2 separate regions of the Mus musculus genome follow, and region 1 is linked to region 2. The links are chromatin contacts, called in public Hi-C maps. All regions are on one chromosome and are shown on one strand. The core of a region is the stretch at or near the end of the contact, and the rest is flanking DNA. Distances in the headings are between cores, read along the strand shown. Region 1 overlaps Myl4 (myosin, light polypeptide 4). Region 2 has its middle 23 kb from the start of Arf2.

Region 1 (5,200 bases), core at 656-3,155, 600 kb before region 2:
AGGACGGGGAAAGCTAAGTGCTCTCCTTACAGACCTCAAGTTATGACAAGGAGCTGGCAAAGAAAACCTTAGAACACCTGAGTTCAAAGTGGGATTGAAACACAATCTTAAAGTCTGGGGGTTAGCTCGGGTAGTAAAGAGCCTGCCACACAAGGGTAAGGATCTGAATTCGGATCCTCAGACCCCACATAAAAATTGGCATAGGCTGGTCAATGCCTGTAACCACAGGACTGGGGTGGGGGAAGAGGAGCAGATACAGAAACAAGTAGATTCCTGAAGCTCGTTGGGCAGCCAGCCTTGTCAAATAAATGAGCTTCCAGTTCCCTGAGAGACCCTGTCTCCAAATAAATAGAGGGAGAGGGAGGCGTGGGGGTGGGGGTGGGGCACAACTGGCATCTACCTGTGGTCTCTGTATCCATGTGCACACACATGTGCGCCTGCGCACACACACACACCAGACACACACAGACCTACAGAAAAAACTACAAACACCACATTCATCAACCAATAAATATAGAAAGATAGACGGACAGATTCAATGTTAAAAAGTGGCAAACAGCCAGGCGTGGTGGTACACACTTTTAATCCCAGCACTCGGGAGGCAGAGGCAGGCGGATTTCTGAGTTTGAGGTCAGCCTGGTCTGCAAAGTGAGTTCCAGGACAGCCAGGGCTATACAGAGAAACCCTGTCTTGAAAAAAAAAAAAAAAGAAAAGAAAAGAAAAGAAATCTACTCATGTGCATTATTTCGAGTGAGTTCTCTCTCACCACTTCAGGTTCAAAGCCCATATACACAAGATTCTTTCTATCCAACATAAGGCTGTGGAGCTGAGTTCAGATCCCAGCATCCATATACAAAAGCACCTCCAGCAGCTACCTCTGTGTCCTAGTGAGGAGTAGTGTGGCTGTGATGAAGCACTATGACCAACCGTAAGCTGGGAAGGAAAGTGTCTATGTGGCTCACACTTCCACGTCCTAGTCCATCACCGAAGGAAGTGAGGAACTCAGAGAGGGCAGGGACCTGGAGGCAGGAGCTGATGCAGAAACCATGGAGGGATGCTGCTTACTGGCTTGTTTGTGCATCCTTGCTTGTTCAGCTGCTTTCTTATAGAACCCAGGACCCAGCCCAGAACAGCACCACCCACAATGGGCTGGGCCCATCAATCTCTAATTAAGGAAATGTCCTATAGGCTTGCTCAGTCTTATGGAGACATTTTCTCAGTTGAGGCTCCCTTCTCTCTGATGATGCCAGCGTGTATCAAGTTGACGTAAAACTAGCCAGCATCGTCTGTAATCCCTCTATAGAGGGAGAGAGAAGTGGGTCCCTAGAGCTCACTCTCCAGCTGGTTGTACCAAATCAGTGAACTCCAGGTTCAGTGAGACATCTAGTCTCAATGAATGAATGAATGAATGAATGAAGTAGAAGGCAAGCAAGAAAGCTCATCAGTGAAGAGTGTCCTCTGCTCTTCCACAGGACCTGAGTTCAGTTTCCTGCATCCATATCAGACAGCTCACAACTAAACACAGACACACACACCATACACACAATTAATTAACTAAGCATAAGAAAAAAGTTTTAAACATGACGCAGTCTGCCTTTTTACCTTACAAGCTATGGAACCAAGACAAAGTGGGAACATGATTTAGGAGCCAAACTGGGTCATGCCAGGAATTCATATTTCCACAACAATGTCCTCTCTGTGACCTGCATTGCCAAACGTTGTGATGAAGCTTGCAGGCTAACTAACGGCTGTGCTTCCTTTTAAAATAAACAAGCTCTGCGTTTGTCTAAAGGCTCAAAGATAAGCTAAGTGACTCCTGGAGTTTCTTCCAGCCCAGGCTAAGCACCTCAGACACACACTCGGGCTTCCTGCTGGAAGCACACTGTTGCAATTCCGCCATCTACTGGTAAGAACTGAACATGGCACCCTAGCCATCACCAACATACATTACCTTAAATGACCCAGTAACCAGGGTTTTTGCAGGACGCCAAGCACATGGTGGCACTGTGCTGCTAAACACTGCCTTCGGGTGATTACACGACCCTAGAAATCTAAAAGGTCTCTAGCTCTGACATCTTCAGCTGTCTCAACCCAGTGGCTCTGTTACGGAGAACAAGCTGAGAGTTCTGTTTAAGGGGTGTGTTCATCTATAACAGTGGGGAAAGCATCAGGGAAGGGGCAAGTCTGAGTCGTATCTCAAAGGGTTAGAATAATTTTAATGTTGCTGCCCTACTGATCAGTCAGGCAAGATGCACCCCCACCACAATGGTAGCAAATCGGAGACTGGCTCCACAAGAACAAAAATCACATCTGATACTGTAAAACTGGCCAAAACTGGCTGGGAGATCAGAGCCCTTAGTGAGGAAGGGGCAGCTCTTGTTGTGCTAAGTGGATGTGATATGCTTCTCCTGGCTTTCTCTGCTATTACACAAGCCAGTATTCTGTGCCTAGGGAATGGTACCACTCTCAGTGGCTGGGTCATCACACCTCAATTAATATAATCAAGATAATCCCTCATACACAGACAAGCCCACAGGCCAACCTAATTACATAATTCCCCATTGAGACTACCTTCTCCTGTGATTCTAGATTGTGTCAAGTTGACAATTACCACCAACTCAAAAATATTTGGGCATTTTTGTTGTTGATGATAATGGTGGTGGTGGTGATGATGATGATGGGAACTGAGCCATAGATGGTAGACAAGAGCTGACCAATGAGCTATGTTCCCAGCCATTACTATCACTATTATATCTGAATGTTCTTGAATGGGGACTATAGTTCCCACCTCCTGGGCTGCTGGAAATGGCTGTTATCTTCTCAGCACAGGGACAGTCACACAGTAAGAGTTCAGGACATTGATTGTGGGTTGTTTTGTTTGTTTGTTTGTTTGTTTGTTTATCGCTCTGAAATTTGCATTTGTCCTCAAAGGTGCCAATTTCATGGTCACATCATCTCTAATGACCACTTTCCTCAAATCCTTCCCACAGGTAGCAGAGACTGTGGGCCGGATCAGGAACTCGGTACTGAGTTGGGGAAGAAGGCAGGGGCGTCCTTGGGAGGGGGAATTCTCCAAGCCAGGTTCTGTTCACAGCCTCCGAGTCATTCCCTCTGATAAGGGGACTTTCCAGAAAGCTGCACTTCCGACCTGGAGCAGACTGCTCCATGGAACCCTGAACGGAGGTGGCTGAGACGGGCCTTTAGGGTCTTCCTCACAGCAACTGCCCTGTGTCCCATCACTTCCCATCAACCCATAGCAGGGCCAGAGCCTTCCTTAAGTCATCCCCATTGAGGTAAAAGGACAGGAATCTCTTCCATCTTCATGACGGTCCCCAACACAACAAAGGAAACATACTGACCATGGCAGTTCCCACAGAGTAGGAAAAGCTCCAGAGCCTTTTCATCAGTGGACAAGATGGCCAAGAAGCACCAAGCACCTCAGCTCATCAGAACAGCTCCCACATGGGGAGACAGTATACAAGGGACTTCAGTGCCTGAGGGTGTGTGCAGGATAGCAATGACACCAGCCCTGGACCTCAGTGGAAGGAGACCAGTGAATGCACTTCCGTTTTTGTTTGAGTGTGGTTTGGCTGGTGGGTTGGCTATTGTTTTGCTGTTGTTGTTTTGTTAGAGGTTTTATAGATGTATCTAATTTTTCCCCTTTGATTTTGTTTATGAAACAAGATCTTTCTATGTAGCCCTGGCTATTCTGGAACTCACTACGTAGTGAGTCTGGTCTGTTTTTCAGGTACCAGGGGCACCATGCTCAGAGGAAGCACCTCATGTGCCCACATCAAGAAACCAGGACCAAAAGCAAAAAATAAAAAATAAAAATAAAAACCATGCTCCCATGCTCTATTGGGACAACACGGTGGCGTGTTCCTCAGCTATAAAAGGTTGGCAATTTAGACACAAACTACAACATGGATGACACGGGATGGATAGGACAATCGCTGCATGAGCTCATTTATCTAGAGTAGTCAAAGTCACATACACAAAACACAGAGTGCTGATTGACTGGGGTGTGGGTGGCACCAATAAGTACTTCCCGGGAAAGGACCCAGAGCCCATTGCATGCTGGGCAAGTGCTCTACCATTGAGAGACATCTCCACTTCATGTAAATAGTCTTTCTTTTCCCCCTTTTAAGATGGTGCGTGTGCGTGTACGTGTGCGTGTGCGTGTGTGTGTGTGTGTGTGTGTAACATGTGCATGAAGGTGTCCTCAGAGGCCAAGATGGCGTTGGACTCCCTGAAGCTAGAGATACAAGTGCATATGAACCCCTGGACATGGGTGCTGGGAGCCAAATTCAGGGTCCTCTGTAAGAGTAGCAAGCACTCTTGACCCATGAGTCATCTCTCCAGCTCTACAATGTGACTGTCCTTAACACTGTTGATTGTAAAATTGCTTATTGCGCTAAAGTCTGTATTCTAGGTGTTTTAAAGTGCTGGGGACCTAACATAGACTAAGCAAGTGTGGAGCTAACACGGAGCTAATTTTTTTTTTAAAGCAGGATCTCTTGTAGCCAAAGCTGGCCTCAAAATCACTATGTAGCTAAAGATGATCGGACCTGCCTTCACCTCTCCACCACTGGGATCACAGCTGTGTGTTTCCAGGTCTGGAGCTATTTCCAGGAGGGGAAAGGAGAGGAAGAAGCAGAGACTGGGTGAGGGACCCTGACAGCCCCAGGGGGTCACTTCCCACTTCCTACCTCCTGAGGGGCGGGGAGGGTAGAAAAGAAACTTTGTGGTCCTTACTTCTGCCTGCCCTTCAAAGGCCTCTCCCTCATGTGTCTGACGCCTCTACTTCTAGATGAATCCTCGGCCTTTTGGCTTTGTCTCCACGATCCAAATCGTTTCTCAAGAATACAAGGCCTCAGGTGACATTATCTCACACACACACACACACACACACACACACACACACACACACAAATTAACTCCATTAATTAATGTTTAAAAAAACAAAACAAAACAAAAAACAAATCAACGGAGGGATTAATGAAACTCCAAGCTGGGGCTCTTTATTTCCAGGGAAGGTTGTGGGTCAGAGAAGCCATGTGAGTCCAATACTCCGTAACAGTAACAGCCGCTGTGGATCTCTTGCTTTCTCACGCAGGGCCAAGCACCTGAAAGACAGTGCCAGGTGAAGAGAGTGTGCAGCTCCCACATCCCACGCCCTCATCAGAGCCCTATCACTGCG
Region 2 (5,398 bases), core at 1,724-4,223:
CTCTATAGTCAGATGGGCTCTGAGCCTTTATTAAACAGCAGTGGAGTTCACTGATTAACCTGCTCCCCACTGGCTGCTTGGTCGTGACTGCACTGCCGACCCTACTGTGTGCTTCCGTGTGGCAAAGCATCGGACAGAACTTTTAGAAAAGACTTACTTACCCCCTTTGTGTGTGTGTCCTGTGAGTGTGCTTGGTGCCCTGGGAGGTCGGAAGGCAACATCGGTTCCCTTGAAACTGGAGTTACAGATGGCTGTGGACCGCCATGTAGGTGCTGGGAGGCTAGCCCTCTGCAGCAAAACCACCAACTTAAAGCACCTCTCCAGCCCCCCTGAAAGTACTTTTCATTTTTATAATATAATTTCTGTGCATTGCTGTTTTGCCTGCATGTATGTCTGAGAGCACCAGACATGAGTGAACTGCCGAGTGGGAGCTGAGAATTGAACCCATAAACTGTGGAAGAGCAACAAGTGCTCTTAACCACTCAGCCATCTCTCCAGCCCCTGGAAGTACTTTAAGTACTTTAAAATTTAATACACACAGGTATATATGTATATTAATTTTTTTGTCTGGGAGTGTGCGTGTGCCACGGTGGGCACACTGCTTGATCAGTACACAACTTGTGGGAGTCAGTTCTATCTTGCAGATCCCAGGAAGCAAACTCAGGTCCTACGCCTTAGTAGAAAGCACCTTCACCCGCTGAGCCATCTTGCTGACCTCTGATAGACCTTCTCAGGACTCCTGGTGGACGAGAAGAAGAAATAGGGGCTGAGACTTAAACTATGCTTGGCCAAATATAACAGGGCTGAGCATCCATGTGTGAACAGTGGGAAAACATCCACCATAAAGCACATTACAGATGTACAATACATTCCTGTTCCACTAAATGAGCCCAGCTGGAAGGAGCTTCTGTGGCATGTCCCAGTGTCATTCCGTGTGAGAAGATGACATCTGTGTCGTGGTCTCAGTTGGCAGAAGATAAAACTTGGAGAACTGGCCCACTCTATGGAAAAAAAAAATCCAAGACTGGAAAAGCAGCCAAAAGGTGAGGGCAGAAACCTCAATTGAAATGAGACAAATGCAAGTCAATTATTTGATCCCTAAGAGCAGCGGCACACATAAAGAATCGGGCAAAAGTGGGGGCTGCAGAGATGGCTCAGCGGTTAAGAGCACTGACTGCTCTTCCGAAGGTCCTGAGTTCAAATTCCAGCAACCACACAGTGGCTCACAACCATCCAAATGAGATCTGAGGTGTCTGAAGACAACTACAGTGTACTTACATATAATAAATAAATAAATATTTTTAAAAAAATCAGGCAGAAGTCCAGGCCTCTCACCATGGGCAGGTTCAGTGCGTTTTGTTAGCATGAAGCTGCAGATGCAACCTTCACCTAGAGGAGGGAGAAGAGGGTAATGAGGTTGCACATACCAAGTGCTTTCTGTAAGCAGGTACAGTGCTGTGTCCACGTGCGTGATTCACTATGTCCGTGGTGGTCCTGATCCAAAAAGATACCCAGAGCTGGGGATATGACTCTCTTGGCAGAGAATCTGCTTGGCATTCCTGAGTCCTGGGTTCAAGTCCCAGCATCACATAGAACTGGGGCACTATGCCCTAGGCCTGTAACCTCAGCACTCAAAAACCAGAGACAGAAAGATCAGAAGTTCAATGCCATCCTCAGCCATGTGTTAATTAGAATCCATGGGCCACATGAAATTCTATTAAAAAAAAAAAAAATTCCTAGGCCCTTGGGAGACTGAGACAGACAGATCAGGAGTTGGAGAGCAGCCTGGACTACATAGTAACAATAGACAGTGAGTCTAAAGCCTACAAACACGAGCAAAGCATGTCTATTGCATTGGAAAGGGGAAAGGTTATGGTATGCGCAGTCAGAAGACAAAGGACAATATCAGAAAGGACGGGCTATGCTGGTGACTGAAGCGGCTGGGTGTTCAGTCTTGTTGGTTTTGTGAGGGCAGAGTCTTGTTTTGTAAAACAGGTCTCAAACTAAAGTCATGCGCTACCACACCACTGTGTGCTTACACTTTCCAAAGCCCCTTCGCAGGGGAGGGAAAATGAAGTTAGATTCCATTGGGATGGAGTCACAGTCCAGGCCAAGAAGGAACTGACCACCGCCGCCCTCTTAAGCCCTCCCCCGGGTGGGTGGAGCATCCTCTGAAGCCCTCCCCTGGGTGGGTTAGAAGGAACCGAGCATCCTCTGAAGCCCTCCCCCGGGTGGGTGGAGCATCCTCTGAAGCCCTCCCCTGGGTGGGTTAGAAGGAACCGAGCATCCTCTGAAGCCCTCCCCCGGGTGGGTGGAGCATCCTCTGAAGTCCTCTCCCGGGGTGGGTAGAGCTAGAAAATGCCTGGAACAATAGGGATTCGAGGGTGGATGGAGTGTGGCCTGCCTGGTTCTGCCCTGAAGCAGTTTAGTGGAAGGGTTTGTGCAGTGACCGGAAGGTGTGCTCCAAAGCCTGGAGAAAGTGTCATCAAGATGAAAGAAAGCGCAATACGGTGACACTTGATTGGATCCTAGTTTGGGGAGAAAGAAGCCATTATAAAAAACAGCAGGAGCCAAGCAGAAAGTGGATGACATTAGAAAATGACTGAGGATTTCCTTATGTATGACAGGGAACTTGCCATCTTCCATTCTTTGTCCCTCCCTTCCTCTGCCCCTCCCCCATGCAACCCAGGCTTGCCTTGAACTTGTACCCTTGCCTTGGAGCTCCTGCTTCGCCTGCCTGACACTCATCTTGTGTGCCTTTTTTTCCCCCTTTAAAGATGCATTTACTTTTATTTAGGCATCCTGGGTGGGAAAGCATACGTTGAGTGCAGGTGAATGTGAAGTCCAGAAGTGGGCCTCAGCTCCCCCGGAGCCGGAATTACAGACACTTGAGAGCCACCCGATATGGGCACGAGGGAACTGAACTCTGGTCTTGTAGGAAAACAGTTCGTGCTCTTCACGGTAGAGCCATCTCTCCAGCTCTTTAGCTGTCTGTTTCTGATGGAGACGCCCGTCACTTCCATCCCTGCTGATGTTCTCAGGGGCAACGGCTCACGATGGCTGAAATTTTTAAAGAGGTCAGCAAAAGAAAAGCAAAACTGGAGGTCTACAGAGGGAATGTGGCCAACTCGAGCAGCAGTCTTCGCTCACTTATTTGCTTAGACAAAGACTTCCTAAATACTTCAACTTCCATGCTTGAAACGTTTATAATTAAGAAAAAAAAAATTCAGTTGGGAAAACCAGGCAGTTGCTGGTTATCCCAGCACTGAGGAGGTGGAGGAAGTAGGAAGGTCAGAGGCAAACCTGGGTTATACACAGGCCAAGGTCTTGTCTCAAAGGGAAAATGGGAGAGAAAAGTGAGAGGAGGAGGAGGGTGTTGGTAAACGTGGACTTCCTGGGCATTGATCGTGGTACCGTAGCGCTTCGGACACCAGTCCATGTGACCTCACCCGTCTGCCAGAGGTCAGCAGAGCCCTTCAGCTGGTTCCTGTTCTGTATCTTATTATCAGGCCTGGATGCTTGAGGCTATCATTTTATTTGTTTAGCCACTACCAAGCCAATCTGAGCCCCCCAAAAGATTACACAGGGAGACAGTGAGCATTACTACACACTCCCCCCCCCCCCCCCCCCCGCCCAGTAACTCAGATGTCCTCAGTTCTCAGAAGTAGGTATTTTTAACCATGGTCACACAGCTGGCCTGTGATGGAACAAGAATTTAAATCCAGTGTCTTGGGTCTAGCATCCAATTACAGCTGGATATATATCTTAAATTCCCCTGTATTTTAGAATGTTGACAAGCCCCAGCAAGTAGAAAACGGGCATCTAGAACTCTCACACTGTGAAAAACACTCGGGATTTCTCCCTGGGGTGGAATGACTTGAGAGAAACAATGGCTGTCATTGAGCTCACTGGTGTGCTGCAAGGCAACAGGAGTTTTCTTGACTACGAACATAGGCTAGAATGATGGAGTTCGCCTGATTCGAGCACACCATCCCAGCTGGAGTGACTCGCTTTGAGAAGCCCTGGGTTCCCCAACACTAAGATTAGAGCAGAGGCCTGGCTGCACTCTCGCCTCACAACTGTGGCCAACTCAGAACAAATTCTTGTTTCACCACAGGCACCCTCATCCCTGTTGGGCTCGTGACTGGTCACTTCATACTTTACTGAGGTATAACTTCCACACCATACAACCCACTCGTTAAATGGACAACTGGATATTGTGTAAGTATTAACACAGCCACATTTTCTGAGTGTTTATGGTTTTCCATGTCCTTCTCGCCTCCCGGCTGGCCTGGGGACAGCTGCTTGGTCTTCCATGGAATCCAGAGCAGCGCTGTGTACCGTGTCTGGGGTTCCAGCAAGTCACGTTAACTCTGTCATTGCTTTACACTGTATGTCTATGTAAGTGAGCATGGGCATGCCATGGTACACATGCAAACCAGAGAACTTGCAGGTTTTTTTCTGTCCAGCACATAAGTGTTCTGGGAGGAGTGGCACTCAGGCTGCCTCACCTGCAAACACTCTTCCCAAGTCATCTCACTGGCCCTCCCTTTCTCCTCTCTCTCTCTCTCTCTCTCTCTCTCTCTCTCTCTCTCTCTCTCTCCCCTTTCCTCTTGCTATGCAGCCTAGGTGGCCTGGAACTCTCAGCGGTTCTCCACAGTGCAGGGGTCACTTTATCTTTTTATACTTGAGACGCCTTTGTAATGCAGAAGCCGTTCATGTGCCCCACTGGGGAAGAGGATTCTGACTTCATGGTTACCGCGCTTAATGTTCTCCGCTCTGATGCCTGCTTCACCCTTCTCTTCCAGGCACTCCAGTTTACTGGATCACTCCTAGTACCCAGGCCTTTCCACCTGCAAAGAGCTATAGATTCCCTCCCTTCTTGGAAAGCCCAGAGCTCATTCAGACAGAGCTGTTAGAGGAACTGGGGTGAAGCAGCAGCGCCACCTAGTGGTAATGGGTAAAAAACAAGCTTGCGCTGGCTGTACGTCTAACTGTGTCTCCAGGAAATCCTTTTAGACGGGGCATCCCATGCCACACACTAGAGAAGATGACAACGGTGTGAATGAGAAAAATGAGGGAAGTTCACAGTATGATGCTTCACCAAATCTCCAGAGACTTGGACAGTGAGCTAGAGGGTATGGGATGGAAGACTGGGAGCAGGCAGGCTTCCGGGGGCTAGGCGATGCTGGGCAGTGATTGCTGAAAGACCTTTTTTTAAAAAAAAAAAAAAAAAGGGGGGGGGGGCTGGTGAGATGGCTCAGCGGTTAAGAGCGCCAACTGCTCTTCCAAAGGTCCTGAGTTCAAGTCCCAGCAACCACATGGTGGCTCACAACCATCCGTATGAGATCTGATGCCCTCTTCTGGAGTGTCTGAAGACAGCTACAGTGTAATTACA

What was found. Hi-C and Micro-C count contacts between places; a contact is called where the count stands out from the background.
Region 1: a Hi-C map of the N1E-115 cell line shows a contact between it and region 2, with 7 times the contacts expected there. The contact joins two enhancer-like sites.

What each region holds. Positions count from the first base shown.
Region 1 is chr11:104,587,011-104,592,210 of GRCm38.p6, reverse strand. Myl4 (myosin, light polypeptide 4) reads right to left here. Exons shown (of 7, transcript NM_001355755.1): 7 at 4,996-5,126. Among named protein-coding and RNA genes, the nearest start is that of Myl4, 12 kb to the right of the region's middle. Within about 2 kb of position 1,905, at least 18 of the 459 cell types and tissues checked have an H3K27ac peak or open chromatin away from gene starts, as enhancers often do. A contact at or near this core is called in the N1E-115 cell line, where this site is marked.
Region 2 is chr11:103,987,151-103,992,548 of GRCm38.p6, reverse strand. No RefSeq gene overlaps it. Among named protein-coding and RNA genes, the nearest start is that of Arf2, 23 kb to the right of the region's middle. Within about 2 kb of position 2,973, at least 27 of the 459 cell types and tissues checked have an H3K27ac peak or open chromatin away from gene starts, as enhancers often do. A contact at or near this core is called in the N1E-115 cell line, where this site is marked.